Regions from separate parts of the Mus musculus genome. Here regions 1 and 2 are each linked to region 3. Evidence: chromatin contacts called from public HiChIP or PLAC-seq data. All regions are on one chromosome and are shown on one strand. The core of a region is the stretch at or near the end of the contact, and the rest is flanking DNA. Distances in the headings are between cores, read along the strand shown. Region 1 overlaps Fam76b (family with sequence similarity 76, member B). Region 2 overlaps Mtmr2 (myotubularin related protein 2). Region 3 holds the start of Endod1 (endonuclease domain containing 1).

What was found. HiChIP or PLAC-seq counts read pairs in DNA pulled down with a chosen protein or histone mark.
Region 1: a contact with region 3 is called in an H3K4me3 HiChIP or PLAC-seq map of bone marrow-derived macrophages, with 6 times the contacts expected there. The contact joins the enhancer-like site here to the promoter of Endod1 in region 3. A contact is called at or near these places in 21 of 39 promoter capture datasets (the 3T3-L1 cell line, the C10 cell line, the HPC-7 cell line and 12 more), 1 of 15 datasets of contacts at CTCF or cohesin (large pre-B cells), 1 of 484 Hi-C or Micro-C datasets (bone marrow-derived macrophages), 26 of 115 datasets of contacts at active chromatin or transcription factors (the 230-238 cell line, the SCID.adh cell line, VIP interneurons and 16 more) and 4 of 9 other capture datasets (adipose tissue, bone marrow-derived macrophages, embryonic stem cells and 1 more).
Region 2: a contact with region 3 is called in an H3K4me3 HiChIP or PLAC-seq map of bone marrow-derived macrophages, with 9 times the contacts expected there. The contact joins the enhancer-like site here to the promoter of Endod1 in region 3. A contact is called at or near these places in 6 of 39 promoter capture datasets (HPC-7-derived erythroid cells, cranial neural crest, hematopoietic stem and progenitor cells and 3 more), 5 of 115 datasets of contacts at active chromatin or transcription factors (bone marrow-derived macrophages, embryonic basal ganglia, embryonic stem cells and 2 more) and 2 of 9 other capture datasets (adipose tissue and liver).

The regions. Positions count from the first base shown.
Region 1 is chr9:13,839,488-13,843,265 of GRCm38.p6, forward strand. Fam76b (family with sequence similarity 76, member B) reads left to right here. Exons shown (of 10, transcript NM_176836.4): 9 at 153-254. Among named protein-coding and RNA genes, the nearest start is that of Fam76b, 14 kb to the left of the region's middle. Within about 2 kb of position 1,889, at least 5 of the 459 cell types and tissues checked have an H3K27ac peak or open chromatin away from gene starts, as enhancers often do. A contact at or near this core is called in adipose tissue and bone marrow-derived macrophages, where this site is marked.
Region 2 is chr9:13,802,947-13,806,702 of GRCm38.p6, forward strand. Mtmr2 (myotubularin related protein 2) reads left to right here. Exons shown (of 15, transcript NM_023858.4): 13 at 479-592; 14 at 1,860-2,036; 15 at 2,429-3,756. The coding sequence ends at 2,590. Among named protein-coding and RNA genes, the nearest start is that of Cep57, 22 kb to the right of the region's middle. Within about 2 kb of position 1,490, at least 2 of the 459 cell types and tissues checked have an H3K27ac peak or open chromatin away from gene starts, as enhancers often do. A contact at or near this core is called in bone marrow-derived macrophages, where this site is marked.
Region 3 is chr9:14,378,445-14,382,587 of GRCm38.p6, forward strand. It overlaps Endod1 (endonuclease domain containing 1), which reads right to left and starts at 2,798. Exons shown (of 2, transcript NM_028013.3): 1 at 2,227-2,798. The coding sequence starts at 2,526.

The sequences.
Region 1 (3,778 bases), core at 639-3,138, 540 kb before region 3:
GTGGGTCAGACAATTGGTCTACAGAAGATGCAGTTGCTACCAACTACCTCTACTTTCATAACAAGTAATGCCTGTTGGAAAGAATATTTAATGTGTCAGTATGTGGACAGATAAGTGTGTACATGAATGCTTTTCTTTTTTTTTAATTTCAGTTAACTGAACTGAAGGCAGACTTTCAATACCAAGAGTCAAATTTGAGGACTAAGATGAACAGTATGGAAAAAGCGCACAAAGAAACTGTGGAACAACTCCAGGTAAATGGGGTTATTTATGTGCGGTGCTAGTCGCAGATTTAAATCTATATTGTAGTGTTTCTTGACTTGAGTAGGTGGCTATTTTTTCCAGTTTTAATTTTGACTTTATAAAGTTTAGATCTTGATCCCATTAAAAGCTTTTGTTGGAAATCACTTGAAAGCTGATTCAGTGCTGACCATGAAAACATGCACACACTAAGTGGGGCTTGCAGAAAATACTGAAGACTCTTCATTTGACTACCGTCCTTTATGACGCTAAGGTGACTCTATACGCTTTAATCGTTCTTCCCATCTCTTTCTGGGTACCCAGACGGGAGGGAGAGAAGGCCAACCTTGTTAGGGGGTTGGGAGGCAGAAACACACGGATCTCTGTGAATTCGAGGCCAGCCTGGTCTACAGAGTGAGTTCCAGGACAGCCAGGGCTACACAGAGAAGCCTTATGTCAAAACCTCCCCTGCACAACTGCCCCCAAAAGCCAGGTCTCCAGACCATGGTTGAAGGGCTTTCATGCTGTGTATGTGTTCTCCAGACCAAGACAGTACTTGATTGTATTGAAAGTGTATCAGGTATTGAGTATATTTAATAAATACTAGTGTATTTAATGTAGATAAATAGGTCTTAAATATACGGAACAACTGAACAGTGGGAGCTGAGAGTCACTAACAAAGAGGGTAGATAGTGAACATCAACATAGAAAGGGGCTACTCCCTCATTACAACTTGGTTTGGTTTGGTTTGGTTTGGTTTTGGTTTTCTGAGACAGGGTTTCTCTGTGTAGCCCTGGCTGTCGTGGAACTCACTTTGTAGACCAGGCTGGACTCGAACTCAGAAATCTGCCTGCCTCTGCCTCCCGAGTGCTGGGATTAAAGGCGTGCACCACCACGCCCGGCCCTACAACTTGTTTTTAACTATTCTATAAATTGAGGCATAAAACCATAACACATTGATTCGTGTTCTGTAGTTTGTACATTGTGACATTTATAGAGTTAATCTCTTAAACATAGAGATGATGTCATATTCAGAGTTCAGGCTTGAGGGGAGAGTGCAGCTTTGAAGGGAGTGCATGAATTTTCCTTCATTTGTATGTTTTGTTTTCTGAATGTTTCCCCTATTAAAGCAAGGTATATTTTCTGTTGCTTGTGTGGTTTGGTGTGTGTCGTAATTGAATAGACTTTACATGCTTCTTGGGATCCACATGTATATTCCTTGCTTCCCATTTTTACTAGTGACAGGAATTTGTAAAGGAACCATTGTAGAACCAGGGCATAGTGTATCCAAGTAATTGCTGCATGTGTGGAGATTTGTGGCAATGCATTTGCCCTCCCTCCTTGAAGATTGCCCATCTTGAGCTGGGCCTCTTGTGCATTACTTACTATTTTTACCCATCAGCAATTACTTTGTTTTATTATATTCTTAAGTTATGTTGAATGATCCCCTGAGATATAATCAACCTTATGTAACAGAAGCGCTGAAATAAAAACTCTAAGTTACAGAGTAACTATAATAATGGTAAGCACTTCCTAGGTCTGACTTAACCTGGTATGTTCTTCCAATGCGCCAGAGAACAGTTCCTTTTGTTAAAGTGAATTGCAAGAGAACCATTTTATTTTAGCCTGGTTGGTGTCTTCAGCCCACTTCCTCTTAACTGAGTTTTTCTATGCTACCATAGCAGCTACTCATACAGAAGGGAAGGTACAGTTAATTGTTTTGTATGTCATGTTCATATTTGCTTCTTATAATAGCTGAGTGATGAGTTGCCCCAAATTACAGGTGAAACCAGTCACATAAGTAGTAGGCGAGACATAGACACTACATTGTGTGCCTCAGGCTTACTTGTTCATTCTGAGGAATGTCTTGCATCAGCTCACACCTCAGGTTACTTGGGTATCCGAATGTCCTCCTAATCAGCTGCTTCCCTATACACTTTGAGTTCTGCTAGAGACCCGCTACGGCTAAGTGTAGCTACTGACCTTAGTAGCAGTTGCTGTGGTGAGTATACCTAGTTAAATCTCTCCTTATCTCTTTCATTTGTTTGCTTTTTTTTTGAGTTGGAGCTTCACTATGTATCCCAGTTTGGCCTCAAACTCATCATCCTCCTTTAGCCTCCAAGTGCTTGGTTTGTACCCCTTACTCCTTCCTACCTGTTTCCTTAGTCTTTTATGATACAGAGAATTTAATGGTTAACAAAATTATCTTGCTCCAATAGATCTTTTAAATATTTTTAAACTATCAAACCTAAGAATACAAACTGAAATTCATCCCCCCAAATGGTATTAAATCCAAAGTACCAATAATGCCAAGTAAAAATTCTGTTCTTTCGTAAGACAAGCTAAAGGGAAGGGAAATTATGTGTGAGTGTTGTTGTGTGCAGGTCACAGTACCATGTTTTTTTCAACTCCCAGAGTCTCTTGTTAGGGATATGACTTATCTTCCAGTTAAGTCATAGGTAAGTAGAGCCTGGAGATGATAGGCAGGGTCTGTGTAGTTCCTTCCTTTATTTAGGCTGACATTTTTAAATGTTTCTAACTTAAGTATTGCAATAATTGCATTGACTTTTGTAGGGTGCAAAATAAGTATTAGAATAAAATTTCAATGTATACACTTAATCTCTGCAATATACAGCTTATCTGCAATGTAAAGCTTATATTGCAAGGACTCAATAACAACCAATGCACTATTCTTCTTAAAGCCTTTGTCGTATATAATTTATCAACAAAATACTGCTGTCACTGGGAGACTAGCTACATATCTATTCTTCTAGTTCTTGCATTTTATTCTAGGAAAGAAACATATAAGTTCATTTTTTTTTTCCTTGATTGAAAGCAGAGTTTTAATTATTTGGTAAGCCAGGGTAAATGGTTGCTCCTAACTGCCTGCCTCTGCAGCCCTGGCTAGGGCCTTTCTGTGTCCTTCCCTGCTCTGCACTCCACAATTTATTTCTTGCAAGTGAGTCTATTGTAATTAATGTTAAATAATATAGTTACACTGTTACTAGGATTTGTCAGAGTAATAGTTCATGCTTATGAGTAGTGGAGGCTTCCCCTGAGGATTTTAAAATTGTGTTATAGTTTAGTAGTGCTCAAACGTCATACTGTTTCTGTTGGCTCAGAAACTCAGAGCAGCTTTGATGATTTGTAGTTTTCATGAGGAACTTTCATTACCTAACTTCCCAGAAGCTGCATAGAGTAGCAGAGACAGAAGAATGAGAAAAGACTCGATGAAGTTCCCACTTGTAGATCCCCCAGGAACAACAGCTCTACCAGACGACACCCTGCAGGCAATGTTCTTTCTGATGAGCAGGCATTGTAGAACTAGCTGAAATGTCAGAGCATTGCTACAGTGACATTCTGAATCTTTGGCAGGAGGTGGGGTGGGGTGGGGTGGGTGGGCTATGAAATTAGACCAATAGCAATGGAGGAAAATGGCTTAGGTGACACTAAAGTCAGTATCACGTGGAAGGACCACCTGGGCTTGTGAAAATGTGAAGAGTTGCATCTGACCTCCAGGTCTTAGAACCAGAGTTTG
Region 2 (3,756 bases), core at 240-2,739, 580 kb before region 3:
TTGATAGCCCTCCAAAAATGGCTTGTATAAAATTAAGATACCCACTGAGGGTGAATTCTGAGTTGGACTAATGCTTCCAGTTGTGAATTAGAAGAACCTGTTCTTCCACAAGACAAGTAGGTTGACTTACAAGTTATCTGCATAGCTGCACAGCTGTATAGCTGATACTTCTGTGTATATACCTATGATATTTTCTGGGCACATTTGTTACTTTTAATTCTTAGACATATTGAAAACTAAAAGAAAAGAATATCAGAACTGTTCCATGTCAGAAATCAGTGACTGGCAACTATAAGGTCAAAGCAGAGCAAACACAAAACCATTCAGTACTTGCTGCATGGGAAAGACTCTACCTTGGAAAGGAAAACAAATAATGCTCTGATGGCTTAGGTAGTTTAAAATCTAAGTACTATTATGAAAGATCTACTCATGACAGATGCATGAAAAATGTCTCAAGTTTGTGGTGCTCAATTTGCAGTTCCCTACCGCATTTGAATTCAATGAGTATTTTCTCATTACCATCCTGGACCACTTGTACAGCTGTTTATTTGGAACATTCCTTTGTAACAGCGAACAGCAGAGGGGGAAAGAGGTAAAGTATGATCTCTACTCTCACTTGGCATGCATTTGGTTATATAGTATCTCACCAGACAGATTAGGATTCCTTCAACCCATAAACTGGGGATAAGGGCTCACACTTACAATCCCAGATATCCCAGAGGCTAAGGTTAAAGGACCACAAGTCTGAAGCCAGCCCTTTAAACACATACCCTTTCAAAATAAATGTGAAGGTGCTGGAGCAATAGAGGGTCAGTGCTGGAGTGCTTGCCTAGCTCTTCAAAGTGCTGGGTTCGATCCTGCTACAGCAAAACAAAAGAACCACTCTCTGTAGAGGTATCACTTTTAGTGTATTGGTAGAGAGCCCTCATGCACATCAACTTTCATTCTGAAAGCTTTGTCAGAAAGTAGGTTATTATGGGACAGGACTTAACACTGAAAAGCCCTGCTACCAGGTTCAGGTATTAGACTCACTAACACCTAAGTTCATTTCTGTTTCAGAAAAACAGGGTGATGGTGTTTACTATTGTGAAAATTAAGTTCTTCCTAGACTGTACCTTGCAGGTGTTATACTTTATACTGGATATATTTCCATGCATGGTAGGCTTTCAGTATATTGTGAGTTATTAGATAGTCACAAATACCACAGCAGTATTCTAATTACTGCCAGTCTTTTGAGAAACTACTCTTAAGTCTTAAATCCTAACATTTAAATACAAAATTCTCTTTTAAAGTGATAATCTAATGGTATAACCACAGGATTGTGGGCCATCACCATTTAATTTAGAGCAGTTTTCATCACACACCTGCTAATCCATGTTCTCCCAGGTTTGGGCAGATACTGACTAGGTTTCTCTATGGATGGCTACTTGTGAACACTTCATATAAATGGGATCATTCACCATGTGACCTTTGTGTCTGCCCCCTTTCATTACTATATTTGCAACGTTTATGTCATACCACACACTTCCTCTTCATGGTCAAATAACCTTCCATTGTGTATATCCCATCAGTTGGTGGTCTTTTGGGTTGTTCTTTATTTTGGCTGTTCTGAATAGTATTGATTTAATCATATGGAGCAGTTTTATTTTTTGTCTATGGACAAGTGTGTGATACACGTGTTTGAGAAGACTAGAAGAGGGTGCCTTGGAGCCAGTGTTTTTGGATCTACTCATGTGAATGAACACTGATCCTATCTACAGCATCCTAATTTTAATGATCACACAACCCTACACAAGTTTCACCTGAGGTTCAAGCAGCTGATATGATAGGAGATCTTTACCAATTTTTCCCTCTTGCAGAATCTTCCTAAGAAGACAGTGTCACTGTGGTCCTATATAAACAGCCAGCTGGAAGACTTTACTAATCCTCTTTATGGAAGCTACTCCAATCATGTCCTTTACCCAGTAGCCAGCATGCGCCACCTAGAGCTCTGGGTGGGATATTATATAAGGTGGAACCCCCGGATGAAACCTCAGGTACATATCTGTAATATACAGTATGACCCCACTAGTTTTGTCACAACCAAAACTTCCCACTCTGTCCTTTAGTTACGAAACTTTCCCAACTGTACACATTTCTGTGTGGTCTTTAGGTATACAGAAGAAAATAATTCTATAAAAATCTAAAAACTGCAGGTCCATAGTCCTGAAGTTTTAAGTAAATGATATTTATAAAGTAGCATCTTCCAGGAACATCTGAAGCAACTGAATGATCAGAGGTGACAACAAAACATGAATTTAATTCCACTAAGGAGCTAAAGGTGGGGCTGTCCAACTGCTTAAACAGCTAATGCCACAAAGCTCAATGAATGGTTAAGACCTCAAGTTTGTCTGGATTCCTGTTGCAGTGATTTTGTTTGCTCTTGCAGGAACCTATCCACAGCAGATACAAAGAACTTCTTGCCAAAAGAGCAGAGCTTCAAAGAAAAGTAGAGGAACTTCAGAGAGAAATTTCCAACCGCTCAACCTCCTCTTCAGAGAGAGCCAGCTCTCCTGCACAGTGTGTGACTCCTGTCCAAACTGTTGTATGAAAGGACTAGGCCCAGGGCCTCATTGCCAGGAACCTGACATTCCAGCACCTTATGGGTAGAAAACCTTCCGTGTTTAAAACCCATCTACTGGAGAATCCTTCGGATGCTGTATTTATTTCAAATCTCTCTTAGATGAGTTTAGAAACATAGCAGTGCAAGTGACAATGAAGATGATCTCATTCATAATTAAAGTATGACACTAATCTTAAGTCACCCAAAGAATACTAAAGTACTGCAGTCCTGTATTCACACTGGGAGCAAGTTTTTCATTTAAAAATGTCTTAAAACCCTGAGCACCTGGTCAGATCTCCAGGAGGGGAGAAAAGCAAGGCCACCTGCTGTTGCACCTGAGAGCACACGCATTGAGGCTTGTGTCAGATCCAAATATTCCTTTCTCAGTTTCCCCAAGTTTTGTGATATTTAATATAGTAAAAAGCATTGTCTTGAGATTATTATGGCATAGTAGGTTTTTTTTTTTTTTTTTTTTTTGCTGCTGACATTGTAATTAGCATATTCTCAACAGCAATTAGGAAACAATGCCTTATATATGTGCTTTGGGGGGTTGAAGGGACAAAGTAGTAGCTGTCATCTACTCCATTTGTGTATTGATCACAAACATCACAGAAGACATCTTAAAACCTTACTGTTACTCTACTTTATCTAAATGCTATTTGGCAAGTTTTAAGACAGTATTTTAAAAACTTAGAAGTCTGACTTTATGTGCTGTGTAAATCTCACATGGACACTTTACCAAAGAGCACTCTGCATGAGTTAGTCTCAGTGCCAGCAAGTAAAGCCTTGCTTCTCTGCTCACCCGAGTCCGGTGCTGGTGGGGACAGTTGACTCCTGGGGTCTGTTTTACTCTGTACAAGAGCCATATGTAATGTACTGTAACAAACGAGCTTCTTACCACTTGGTCTTTTAATTAAATGACTTCAAACTTTGTCCTTGTCCACAGTTGTCTAAAGTACCCTCCCCACCCCACCCCCAAAATGTTAACCTGGAATTATCCAATCCAATTTAAGCCCACCTGTCTTTGACACCTAAAATCAAACTGTAAAAAGCATTGTTCCGTAACTCATTGTTTGAACTGTAGTCCTGGTGTTGATTTTGGAATTAGTACATCACAGATCTCCTCTTTCCTACTTTTTTTTTTTTTTTGCTTA
Region 3 (4,143 bases), core at 1,548-4,047:
ATTGGCAATAGAAACTACTTGGAAGCATCTAGAAGCACACAGATCCCTGAGCAGGACTTACAGTTAGGCACTGGCTCAGAGGCTGGTGTTGAAACAGAAGTAGAAACAGCTCCAGAGACCACCTGCATTTCTGTCTCCTCCCTCCTTTCCCCTCCCTCCACTGCCCTCCCCTTCCCTTCAGTGTTCTTTGGATCCCCTTGTTGACTTCAAGGTAGGTTACTGTGGAGCCCACCATGATGCAGAGAAAAGCAGCCTCAGTTCTCAGCCTTGGCAACTTTCGAAGGGCATGGCTTGCTCAACTTGTCTGTTTTAAGACAGTCTCATGTAGCCCAGGCTGGCCTAGAACTCACGATGCAGCCTGAGGATGACCTTCACAATCTGAGCTGAGTGCTGGAACTATATGGGTGACCACCTTTTATGCAGTATTGGGGGTTAAACAAATATGGCTAAGTGCATGCTGGGCAAACACTCTTCCCTCTGAGCCACAGCGCAGGCCTCCAGGACTGTTCGGAAGTCAGGACATCTCACAGCTCCAGCTGCCCTTAGAAACTATTCCCTTTAGCTCTCCTCCCCCATCCCCTTACTCCACCCAGGGTGCCCACAGCCTCCCTGTCAAACACTGTTCCTTGTGACTCTCTTAATAACAGGTCCAAGGCTCTGCCTAAGTCTCCTTTGGTGACTCCTTCACCTGCTCCTCCCTCCCATGATTGCTCTTTGAGTCCCTCGGTTCCGGGGCGCATAATCCAGTATTAGTTTACCTGCTCCACTCATTCCCAAGCAATGATCCAAGAATCTGCCACACCCATCTCATACAATACCACTCTGAAATTCCTTCTTCCTCTCTCCTGAACCCTGCTAATCCTTCCACACTCAGCACAAATGCCAACCAGACCCTAAGCTTTCCCCTATCACGTTACCAACAGATTAAATCTACCAGGACTCTGTTTACCTTGGTGAAATTATGTGTCTTCTGAGCATCACAGCAGCAGCTAGTATTATGGGTCACTGGAGAACTTGGAGTCCACACCAGTCAACAGGGTCAACTGCTAGTCTCGAGGAAGCAGGATTTGAATGCACACAGGGAGGCAGCAGTTGGTCACTGGGTATATTCAGCATTCGCAGGACTTCACCCTGTTATGTTTGTCCACTCTAGCCACTAATGAACTTAATGAGAATGGACTGGGTTGCTGCTTTCTTCCCAGACCAGGGGTACATAAAGAACTTCTAGGGGTATACTGAGGGAAAGTAAGTTTAGATCGGCACATATCTTCCCTATATGCACAAGCTAAGAACTCTTTCTACTGGCCTGAGCTCAGAGATCCTTACAGCAGGACGCTGGACACAGGAGGATGTGAGAAGGTAATATTGGTGCAGACTGCCTGAAACCTGCCTGGCCAATGGTAGCTGGAAATATGACCAAGGTACAATCCATACTTTCAGGTGGAGACACCTGAAAGCCAGAAGCTTTGTATTGGTGGCCGGCAGGAACCAAGGGCTCTGGGACACACAGGGCTGGAAGGCTGGGGAGAAGTCAGAGAGGCAGGACAGGGTGTCTTACTGCGGAGACCTGGCAGAGGAGAGCCAGTCAGCAGTTTCTGTATGGCCCATGGAAGGCTTTCTCGGTGTTTGATCCCTGCCGCCAGACAGACCCAACACTGTGAAAGGTCACTTGATTGCAATGGTCTGATAATCTACAGATACGAAGATTCAGGAAAAACTGGTTTGTCCTTTCTGCGTGGGTACTACCCCCACTGAGCTTCCCAAAGTCCTTGCACTGTCAGAAGCTTTCCCCTAGCAGAAAGGGCAGTGATTTTCTAGCCTCAAGACCAGCTCACTCATCTCACCAGCTGGGTGGTCTTCTGCAAGCTCCTTCACCCCTCCTTGTCTGGAGCTGCTTCCTGTAAAGTGGGGTGAACTTGCCCACCGCCCAAATGTTGCTGAGGGGATGTGGGCGGGCCTGGGAAGCTTGTGCTTCCCGCGGATCTGCCCGGTCTTGGCCACCAAGGGCTGTCTCCCAGTTCATGTTCTCTACTACCCAGGAAACCAACCAGACACTGCAGACGTCTGAGCCCAAGAGGAGGGAGGGCCATCTCCTCGGGGAACCTCCCGCCCCTGCGGCTTAAGTGGAGACTCCCACCCAGGCAAGGCAGGCTGCAGTTTGGGGATGGGGAGACGCTGGGGGGTAGATCTGAACTTCAGATCCCGGTTCTCCCGAGTCCTGCTTACCTGCGGCTCCAGCAGCCCGCGCTGCTCGGCACTGCGGGACGCCGGGCGCGCAGCGCGAAACGCGGAGAACACGGGGATGCGGTGGCCAGGACTGTACAGAGTGGCGAAGCGCTCGGAGCCCGCGAAGCGTTGACAGATCCTCACGTGCGCTTCGGTCGCCAGCCCGGCGGGTGGGGTCCCCTTGTAGAAGAAACGGTCGCATTCGCCGAAGCCCGCTTGCTGCGGGAGCAGCAGCCGGGCCTGCAACAGCCCTGCCAGGGCCAGGAGGCCGCCCAGCGCCAGCCAGCGCGCACAGCCCATGGCGGCCTCTGCGCGGCCGGGCGCCGCTAGAGCAGGGAAGTCCGCGGTGAGCCTCTCTGGCGGGGCGGCTCTGGGCCAAGGCCGCGCCCCTTCTCCGCCTCCACCCCGAAGATGGCTGCAGTGCTCAGCCGCGGCTTTCTGCGGCTGCACCCACCCCTGGAGACCGGACACCTGCCGCGGCGCTGCTGTGTGCCAGAGCTCCCCCTCCGCGCTGGACTGGCTTAGCCCAAGGGGCTGTCCCCAGGGCTGGCGCTGAGAAGTCGGACCTTGCGTGCACCAGGTTCCTCCGGGATGGGGAGATGTCCACAGAGGAGACGGTGCCTACCCTTCCGCATCAGACCCCAGTTAAGAAACCCTGTTAAAGCCGGGTTTTTGGTAGAGGCAGGGGGATCCGTAAGACCCTGCTAAATAAATAAATAAATAAATAAATAAATAAATAAATAAATAAATAAATAAATAAATAAATACTGATAAAGGAAGTTCTTAGGCAGACAGCACAGCCCGGCCGTGGTTTACTTGGTATGAGCATTAGATATCAAACCGAAACTCAGAAGGGAACAAGACAGCCAACACCCTGTATTCATCCCACTGCTCACATGCCTCTGCACACCCCCACCTTGAATTAGTAGAGTGATAACCGACAAGAGCAGGATCTCTGTTTGGTGAGCCTAGTATTAATTAAAAAACAAGCAAACAAACAAACAAACAAACAAAACATGCTGTTTACGGAATCACTGAAAACCCAGTGTTAATCCACTGCGTGACTCCTACAGGGTTTTAGGATACAGTGAAGGAAGTTGGCCTGAAAAGATGATATCTGAACTGACACCCTGAGGAAGGCAGCCCCAAGCTGGACTTTCCCAGAGGGGAAAAGAATGTGGGAGGGACTTGAGACAGGCTGGTGGAATAAAGAGCAGAGGAATCTGGCTGGGATGTGAGCAGAGTGATTGACTAGGATTAAGAAGCCCAGCCCCGGTTCCCACTCCCAGTAAATAACTAGCTGTGGTGGTGTGCACAGGGACCAGGAGTTCAAAGGCAGAATGGGCTTCTTGGACCCTGACTCAAACTGAAGTAATTAATTTAGTTTAAAAATAAAACTGAGGTCTGGAGCAACAGTATACATTAGGTTAGGGAACTGAGAAGGGCGACTTAGGCTCGTAATTCCGGGACAGAGGTTAAGACCAGCCTGGACTACAAATCAAGACCGTTTCAACAAACAAACAAACAAACAAAATAAATAAATAAAACATCACTGAAAGCTTGGATCTTTCTACCATAACCAGGTTGGGGAGATGGCTTCATGGTCACAGTGACTGCCACGCAAACTTGGCAGCGGGGGTCCAGATATAAGCAAGAGGATCTGTTTGCGTTTGATGCACAGAACCTGAGTTTAAAAAGAAAAGCAGGGCAAGGTGGCACAGACTTGTGATCTCATGTTGGGGGCACAGAAACAGCTAAGTTCTTGGGGCTTGAAGATCAGCTTGGCTTCCTTGGTGAGCGTCAGGTCAGTGAGAGTCAATGTGGACAGCTCTAACACCCAGGACTCTAGCTGTGTACATATCTCTGCCCCACTGCCTCAGACCCACAGTAGGCTTCAGTTTTATCCAAGCCTCCTGT